Regions from separate parts of the Mus musculus genome. Here region 2 is linked to region 1. Evidence: chromatin contacts called from public HiChIP or PLAC-seq data. All regions are on one chromosome and are shown on one strand. The core of a region is the stretch at or near the end of the contact, and the rest is flanking DNA. Distances in the headings are between cores, read along the strand shown. Region 1 has its middle 40 kb from the start of Gm40217. Region 2 overlaps Gm12724 (predicted gene 12724).

Region 1 (4,522 bases), core at 1,245-3,744:
TGCTCTTTATGTTGAGTGGGAATCCGCTCTAGTTTGTGTGTAGATGTTACGATTCTCACCCCCTGACGGTGCACGGCACGTCTGTTTATTTTCATTCCACACATTTGTTGGCAATGCTGGGAGGCATTTGTGCTCTCTACGTTTTGTTTTGAAAGGTACAACATTTCTAACTTTGTCGAGTGGGTGAGTTCCCAGCTGGAAAATGGTGCTGGCTCCTGTCACCTGCCTCCTAACTCAGAGCACAGATGGATAGGAAGAGCAAGGGCCTTAGAGCCTAAAGAAGTGGGTTCGTGCCTGTAATATCAGCCTGCTCTGGGAGATGTGGCAGAAAAAAAAAAATCACAGGTTTGGGGTCAAAACTGGACAAACTAGCAAGGTTCCATCTCAAAAATAAAAGAATCAAGAAGAGGGCTTGGAGACGTAGCTCAGTGGTAGAGCACTGGCTTAGCACACACAAGACTCTAGGTCCAACCGCTAATGCTGCAGACAAACAGGCAAAGCCAAGCAGGCTGTACTTCAGCTCTTTATGGCGGTGGCTCATGCCGGTCCTCGCTTCTCACTGAAGGTGACTACTTTACTCACATTGTTTTAAGACGATAGCGTCTGACACTAAGGATGAGGTTTTAAAAGGTGGGTAAAGTAGCTGGGTGTCAGAAATAGCTTTGCTGAGGACTCAGGTCAGACAGTGCACATAAATTTAAATAAGGCAAACACAAAAGATATCAACAGCAAAAGAGAAAACAGATGCAGCAGCCAGCCTTCTGTGACAGGAGGATGGCTTAGTTAACAGTGGCAGGATGGCTAAGTTAATGGAGGCACATCAGTTTAACAGAATGCTATGCAGACAATAAAGATATAAAACTTTAACTCTAGCATGCTCCCAGATTCCCAAGAAGGAAGACTGGAGGAAAGCAAGCGAGCACCAGTAGCAACGATCTTAACAGACAGGAGATGGCCTGTGCATCAGTCTGAATGCACACACAGTTTGTCTTTCCATTTCCCAATTCCATAACGAGCAGAAGTTGTTTTGAAAATTAATGCCAAAATATGGCACTCATAAAGGGGCGCAAGGAACCCCTCATTGGCCTAGAGAGCAATTAATGCTCTTTAAAATCCTTTATCTCTGTCTTTAAGCATTATTTGGGGGTGTGGGGTGTCAAAGTGCCATCTCAGGATCCAGCACTCATCTCTTCCAGTTACTGTTTGGAATAGAAAGCTGTGGCAGCAGCAGAGGGAGTACGGGAGTACTTGGTGCGCCCAAGCCAAGGTGTCCCTCTGAGAAATCACGCCACACGACAGACCTGACATAAGGAAGTTTATCATGGATGAAGGGAAAGGAACAGGGGTGGAAAGGGGTAGAGGCAGAGGAGGGAGGGCAAAGAAAGGTGGGGCACAGAAGGAGGGAGAGAGAAAGAGAGAGAGGGGAAGGGGGAGGGAGAGCGAGAGACTTTGTGGGAATGCATGGGAACACAGAGGGTATGGGGGAAGTTAGAGAGAAAGAGAGGTCGGGGTATGGAGCAGCCATCTTCATTCTCTTTCTATGCTGCCATTCCTGGCTCGCACTTGACCGGCAGGCAATTGCTGCACCTGACTCTCAATTGGCCAGCAACGGTGTTGGTGATGCTGTAAACTGTTGCTAGGCCGTTGTTGGGAGGAGCCTAGCAGAATTGTCTGTAAGCCAATCGGGATTTGACTGGGTTCGAAGAAAAAAGCTTGAACAGTATAGTAAAGCTGGTCCCTAGGAATTGCCTGGGCTCAAGCTACCAATTGGATGTGCTGATATGATCTTAAAAACAAAGCCAAAGCCAAACCAAAACAACAACAAACCGCAAACAAACAAAAAATACCTCAAACAAACCAAAGTACCCAACACCCCGTTTAACATGTCACCCGGGAAGTAGGACAATGAGAAAGTGACCTCAAGGAAAAAAAAACTTCACTAGTTGAGGGAAGTTAGCTGTTCCCAGCATACCAGAACAGGGCAGGTGGCCAGAGGAATGCTTGTGGCCTAAAATACCAGTGGGTGATCTGGGGACAAATGAACCTCATGGGTACAGTTTCCAAAGTTAGGTCTCTGATAGCAGTGCCACGGACTTCCTCTCAGACAGCTGTTGGTACCCTTTCTGAGGGACAGTAGGAGAGGGTGGGGAGGAGAGTGTTCTAGAGTTGCCCTGCTTTCCCCTCAGCAGCAATGGCAGAAAGCTAAGGCCCTGGTGAGCCCGTTCTGAGAACGTCATGTTCTCTGCTCCCTTCTCAGGTTGTTCCCAGCATGTCAGAGTGAGCAACTCAAGGTAGGACTCGGTGAGAACAAAAAGACACAGGATTTACGGTGTGCAACGAGCTTTTTGTTATCTTGGAGAACACTTAAGATCTGGCCAAGATCATTGAGGCAGCAAGGCAGGCTTAAAACCAAGGAATCTAAAGCCGAGGGCAAGAACCAGTGACTGTTGAGTCCCAAACCTCCCCATGGACTCCTGCCAAAGGCATGGTCCGTGGATCTGCTCAGCGTGTGCCAAGTGCCAGGCTCTGAAGAAACTTGGATATGCTATTTCATCTGCTAGGGCCGGATGATGTTTTGCCTAAATTAGCGGCTCTCAACCTGGGGGTGACAACCGACTTGGGGATCGACTGACCCTTTCAGAAGGGTTGAATATCAGATATCCTACATATCAGATAGTTACATTGCAATTTATAACATTAGCAAAGTTACAGTTGCTAAGTGGCATTGGTTGAGGGGTCACCACAACATGAGGAACTGTATTAAAGGGTCACAGCACTAGGAAAGTTGAAAATCACTGCTCTAAAGCCTTGTGCTGAGGGTCTCATCTCCAGGGTTTCCATATTTGTCCCTTATTCAGTATGACTGGTGTCTTGTAAGAAAGGGCAACTGGCTTATGTTGTTAGTTCCAGCTCAAGAAGAAGAGGCAGGAAGACCTCTGTACATTAAAGGACAGTCTGGTCTAAGCCATCCAGAGCTGTCTCAAAAACAAAATAAACCAAAACCAAAACCAAACAACAACAACAACAAAATCAATAAGTGTGTGTTCTGTCTTGACCACAGACTTCCAGCCCCAGGGGCTGTGAGAGCGTGTGTTTCTGTGATTTAAGTCACTAGGCTGTGGCACCTGGCTATGGCAACCTTAGAATACACTGTTCTACCTGTTGCCTTGATGGCAAGGAACTGGCTTCAAGTGACAAAGAGAAAGCAGCTGCCAGGAGTGGTGACATAGCTTGGCCCAGGGGTAACAGTTAATGAGACTTGATTAGAAGCCAGTTCTCCTTGGCTGGGAAACCTGGGACTTGAACTTTGCTCTGAGAAGTAAGAGCATTTAAGTGAATGTTGCTGGGCAAACTGCAAATGCTCGCTGAATGAACATGACGTGCCTTGTTTTTGCGGTGGCAGAGGTCAGTCCCTTCATAGAGAACTGCAGACAAAGCCTGGCCCTCAGAGAGAGAATCTTGCCATACTCTGCCCTCCAATATCGGAGGCCTATCTTCCAGCTAGAAAAAGGTGTTTTGTTTTGTTTTGTTTTGTTTTGTTTTGTTTTGTTTTGTTTTGAGGCAGGATTTTTCTGGGTAGCCCTGGCTGTCCTGAGACTCACTCTATAGACCAGACAGGCCTCTGCCTCCTGAGTGTTGGAATTAAAGGTGTGCACCACCACTGCCCAGCTTTGAGAAGGGTTTTGTTTTGTTTTGTTTTGTTTTGTTTTGTTTTGTTTTGTTTTGTTTTGTTTTGTTTTTATCTAACAGGACACTGTGGGGCTGAAAGCAGGGCAAACAAACCTGTTTATTTCCACTTACCTCAAGGAAAGGTTTGACGGCCGGCAAAGGTCTCTCCCAGGCTTTGAATGCTAGGTTACACATCCTGTACCATCCTGGTGACTCTGCTCTCAGGTTCCAGGTGATATCTCCGGGAACTTCCCTGCCTGCTTACAGGCAATCTGATACCATTCAATGCCACCAACACTTATCTACTTTCAGCCTTCCTACACTCTGTCCCTATCCCCGCTTAAAGGTGACTCAGTCCTTAGATGGTGGCTCAGTCACCACTTCCTCTGGAAGTTGTTCTCATCCTGGATCGACTTCTTCCATTACAGGGTGGGTTAGCTGCTGCATTCCTAGCCCCAAACCCTGCTCTGTACTTGGTGAGCTCTCAGCTCATATTGGGTATAAATATTGATATATAGTCTTTTTAATTTTTAAAAAAGCTTTAATTAATTAATTTTAATTAGTTAAGTGTGTGCACATGTGTGTGTAGATGCCTGCGGAGGCCAAAGGTGACTGGTTTCTGGGGTGGCACATGGTTGACAGCTGCCCAACCTCTGGATCCTCTGTAGGAGGAGCTCACTCAGTCTTAAGGTTTGGCCCATCTCTCAATACAGGGATGAGCCCTCTGACTGCACTGTCTCTTGCTTTTACCTTACAGTGTGTACCACAACTTTAAACCATACAGTTGGTTAAGATCTGCCTGCCCATCCCTGCCCATCCCTGCCCATCCCTGCCCAGCTAAACTCATCCCGTG
Region 2 (4,522 bases), core at 1,511-4,010, 980 kb after region 1:
TAATATTCTTTGGGGAAGCTCAGGAGATGCCTTGCTAGAGGAAGCATGTCAAAGGGGTGGTGGACTTTGAGAACTTCCAGCCTTCCCTTACTCCCATTTTGATCTCTCAGCTGTGAGCTTACAGTTCAGGGTCTGAGCTCTCAGTCTCCATGCTTGAGCTGAATATTACAGGAATTCATGTGTGCAGTGTCTGCTACCAAGCCAGCCCTCCATGATGGAGATAGACTCCTACCCCTCTGAAACCATAAGCCCAAATAGGCCCTTTGGTCACAATGATTCATTACAGTAATAGAAAAGTAACTAGCAGAGTGGAGCTTGAATGCACTGACATGGGTTACACAGTCTAACATAGTTTAGATGTTGCAATGTGCAGACACTGCCTACTGGTAGCCCAGGCCCAAAACCCAACCCTACCACTCACTTGAGATATGTGAAACCTTGAACAAGATGCTTACCCTTTCTGATTTTTTTTTTCCAGACATGGTCACATGTAGTCCAGGCTAGCCTCAGACATTCACACACCATTTTGTTTGAGCCAGACCTTAATGGAGTAATTAGACTTGAATATGCAAAGGTGGGAGAAGAAATCTTTAGTACGAGGAACAGGGTAGGAAAAGCACACAGGATCAGAAGCACAGGATAGTAAAGGCACACGAAGAAGTTGGGCGGGGTAACACATAGCTGTAACCCAGTTCAGGGAGCTGGATCGTGAGAATGGCAAGTTCAAGGTCAGCCTAGGCCGTTACAAAGATCCTGTCTCAGACAACTAAAGATGAAAATGACAAGGAGTGCTTGAAAGCAGAAGAGCAGAGTAGCATCACGGAGGTGGAGACGTACAGAGAAGAGTGTCAACATTTCCTGAATTTTTATGAGGTGTCAGGACACTGCACACATTAATTCCTGTAATATTCACAGCAGTGGAAGTGTAATCCCCTCCGTTTCACTCTGGAGGAATCTGATGCTCCGAGCCCTTGAGAAACATGACCAGGCTGGAGAGTGGAAAAGATTGGCTCTTAACTGACCTGACCCTGAAGCTCACATTCTTTTAATCAGGACCGCCCACATGCCTTCCCCACAGCTAGTGCCAAAGAAAGCATAGATGTCACTGTGGTGGTCCATGTTAATTTAAATGTTAATTTAAGCTAGATTGGCCAGTGTGAGGGAACTCTGACCACATCTGGGGGAAATTATCTTGATTTTTTTTTAAATTGAGATGGAAAGACCCTCCCACTGTGGGCGTCACCATTCCCTGGCTGGGATCTCTGACTATGAGTGGAGAAAGGCAACTGAGAAGCAACATTCTTCTTTCTTCCTTCTTTCTTCCTCCTCCTCCTCCTCCTCCTCCTTCTTCTTCTTCTTTAAGATTTATTTATTTATTATATGTAAGTACACTGTAGCTGTCTTCAGACACCCCAGAAGAGGGCATTAGATCTCATTATGGATGGTTGTGAGCTACCATGTGGTTGCTGGGATGTGAACTCAGGACCTTCAGAAGAGCAATCAGTGCTCTTAGCCACTGAGCCATCTCTCAAGCACAGCTTTCTGCTTCTTAACTCTCCCTGCAATGTGGCCAGTGGCTCCCAGCTCCTGCTGCCCCTACCTCCCTGCCATGATAGACCATAGCCCTGGTCCCTGAACTAGAACAAACCCGGTTTCCTTTTAACTGCTTTGTTGGAGTTTTGCCATAGCAACAAAAGGGAAACTAAAGCATGTACCTTCTCAGCTAATGTCCATGGTTCCCAAATTACAGAGGCTTTGCTAAGATTTCAAGCATCCAAGGTCCACAGCTGGGAAGCTCACTCCAAAACTGCTGTAGGCAGACCAAGTTCAATGCCTTTTAGAGCTCAGCATTCAATGTAAATGTGTCAGCTGTGTGGTGGGGGGAGGTAGGGCTTCAGTCACACTGCTTTCTATTCACACCTCTGAGTTACCTTGGAGTAGTAACAAATTAAGCCAGAATTGGCTCTTCGCACTGAATGATTTTAGAAAGCTTGCTTTGCTTCTGCAGCTTGGATAATTTCAAGTGCCAAAAAAGGAAGCAGATCTGATGGAAACCGCATGTAAAGAAGGTGCATACATTACTATAAGATCCTGCAAGCTGGATTCTTTTTTCAGAAACCCCCTTTCATCCATTTTTTTTTTATCCCTCTAGCTTTTTGACAACTACAAGGAAGACAGTAAGGGTAAAAATAAAAATATTTTAATTGCTATTTCTAGCCCCCCCCCCACAAAAGCCATTTATGATAAATGTGTCTTTTACATTGCAAGGTAATTTCTACCAAGAAAACAAACAAATCCACATGCTTTGAGAATTGACATTTGAGGGAGAATTGGCATTTAGCAAGTTTAAAAATAGAAACTCCAGTAGATACAGCATCTGCCAATTAAACATGTGAATCCACATTCAGGCTTGCTGCACTGGGGAAACTGCCCAGGTTATTGGACTATTCAATAATGCCCTATTTTTAGGGCTGGGGAGCCAAGAAAACAAGCTGGCTTCAGCGTCTCATTAAACAGAGTACAAGGGCTTCCACAATACATCCCTATAGTGCCCAGAAATAAGAACCTAGAGGACAGAGCATGTTTTTCTGTGACAAAGCCACTATGTTACAACTTTTATAGGCAGCTGAGATTAATAGGAAGTGGGTTGAGTGGCAGCTGTGTCCTTTCTCATTGAGATAGTAGAGTCACGAATGGTTGTCACCAAGAGGACCTTAGGGATGACCTGCTACGGGACATGTGATGTTTGTTGGCTGTCTAGTGTGGTTGCCCTCTGATCCCCACTCTGGGAAACTAAACTCTCTACCATAGAAATGTAGTCTGTCTCATTCCCCCCAGAAGCTGTTTTCTTAGTCTCCTGGCAGCCAGGACTCAACTCTATAACCCGGCTTTGGGAGTCATTTGCATCTGTTCAGCTTTTGGGATGAAGAGTTGGTGACACAGGAGAGGAGGTACGGGGGCTGGGGGTACACGCAGGTGAAATTTTTTTCTGAGTATAGCAGCAAAACCTGAAGCATCCACTTCCTGAGGGCAATGGGGCAATGTTGCCGACAGAGGTGCCAGATGCCACCTCCTGGCACAGGCAAGCTGAGATGCTCCACCGGCAACAGCTAAGTGCCCACACTGACCTTGGTGGAGTCTGGCTCTGGTCTGCCTGTGCTGCCTTCCTTATTCCTCCCTCTCTGTGAGTCTGGTTCTTCAGGCTTCCTGGTAATCGAATGAGCTAGCCAATACCCTTTCAACCTGCTGATTTTTTTTTCTTCATTTTGCCCAGGGACAATATCTTTACACTAAGAGTCTGAATGACTATAAGCCGGCCATGCCTGATTAATGCTAGGACATACATCATAAATCAAAAAGGTAGGTGCAAGTTTGGTTTTAAAAAATTAGACAATCATTGTTACTCTTCAGATGAAATCAAGAGTGAGAGGGGAAGAACTGTGGCCAACTGCAAGCAGACCAGGCCTAGAAGTTAGGTCCTGACTCCCATTCATTGTGTGTGATGGTTTGTATATGCTTGGCCCAGGGAGTGGCACTATTAGAAGGTGTGACCTTGTTGGAGTATGTGTGTCACTGTGGATGTGGGCTTTAAGACCCTCATCCTAGTTGCCTGGAAGCCAGTATTCTGCTAGCAGCTTTCAGATGAAGATGTAGAACTCTAAGCTCCTCCTACGCCATGCCTGACTGGATGCTACCATGCTCTCACCTTGATGATAATGGACTGAACCTCTGAACCTGTAAGCCAGCCCCAATCAAATGTCCTTATAAGAGTTGCCTTGGTCATGGTGTCTGTTCACAATAGTAAAACCCTAACTAAGACAGTGTGCTTAACCTCTGTGTGGCCCAGCCTTACAAGGGAGAGAAAGTGCCTATGCACTCTGCCCCTAACAATGCGTTCCTGTTCCACAGGTCCACAGGTCACCATGCCTTCCTGACCATTCTTCAACTAAAGCTACTTCCCTTCAGTCACTTTCTCTTTAGACCTCCAGCTCACAAGTAATCTCTAATGTTCCTTCTTTCATTCCCTTCTTTCTTCTTTTCTTCCAAAAAAAGAGGGAAAAAAAGTCTTACCGCATACCTAGCACCAGCTATGTCACCTATAATGAGGGAAATACAAACCAACCCAAATATCAACAACATTCATGTTAAAGAAAAGCATTAATCAAATAATTACACAAATAATTGAAAACTGAAAATTAGGAAGGAGAGAGTAATTGCTATTATTATGTCAGCACCAGGGGTCTTATTTAGCCCAAATTCAAAAAAGGACCCTTAAAGATGCATAGGCTTAGCTCGGATCCAAAAGTGGGCTGACTGGGCGAACAGAAGGAAAGAGGATTTCCAGAGAGAAGGACTAAGTGTGCAGATCCTGAGCAGAAAATACACAAAGCTCAAGCAGCTGAAAGCCAGTGCAGACAGCAAGACAGCAAGGGGTGGGAAGGACGGAGATTGGGGGACAAAGCACTCTGGGCTTGAGAAAGATTTTGCCTTGACCCTCAGGGAAGCAGGAAGTCACCAAAGA

The links. HiChIP or PLAC-seq counts read pairs in DNA pulled down with a chosen protein or histone mark.
Region 2: an H3K27ac HiChIP or PLAC-seq map of cardiomyocytes shows a contact between it and region 1, with 5 times the contacts expected there. The contact joins two enhancer-like sites. A contact is called at or near these places in 2 of 115 datasets of contacts at active chromatin or transcription factors (cardiomyocytes and embryonic stem cells).

The regions. Positions count from the first base shown.
Region 1 is chr4:105,276,732-105,281,253 of GRCm38.p6, forward strand. No RefSeq gene overlaps it. Among named protein-coding and RNA genes, the nearest start is that of Gm40217, 40 kb to the right of the region's middle. Within about 2 kb of position 2,495, at least 39 of the 459 cell types and tissues checked have an H3K27ac peak or open chromatin away from gene starts, as enhancers often do. A contact at or near this core is called in cardiomyocytes, where this site is marked.
Region 2 is chr4:106,260,466-106,264,987 of GRCm38.p6, forward strand. Gm12724 (predicted gene 12724) reads left to right here. Exons shown (of 5, transcript NR_151521.1): 3 at 3,275-3,360. The region is part of intron 2 of Gm52671 (a long non-coding RNA gene); the gene reads right to left. Among named protein-coding and RNA genes, the nearest start is that of Gm12724, 26 kb to the left of the region's middle. Within about 2 kb of position 2,761, at least 30 of the 459 cell types and tissues checked have an H3K27ac peak or open chromatin away from gene starts, as enhancers often do. A contact at or near this core is called in cardiomyocytes, where this site is marked.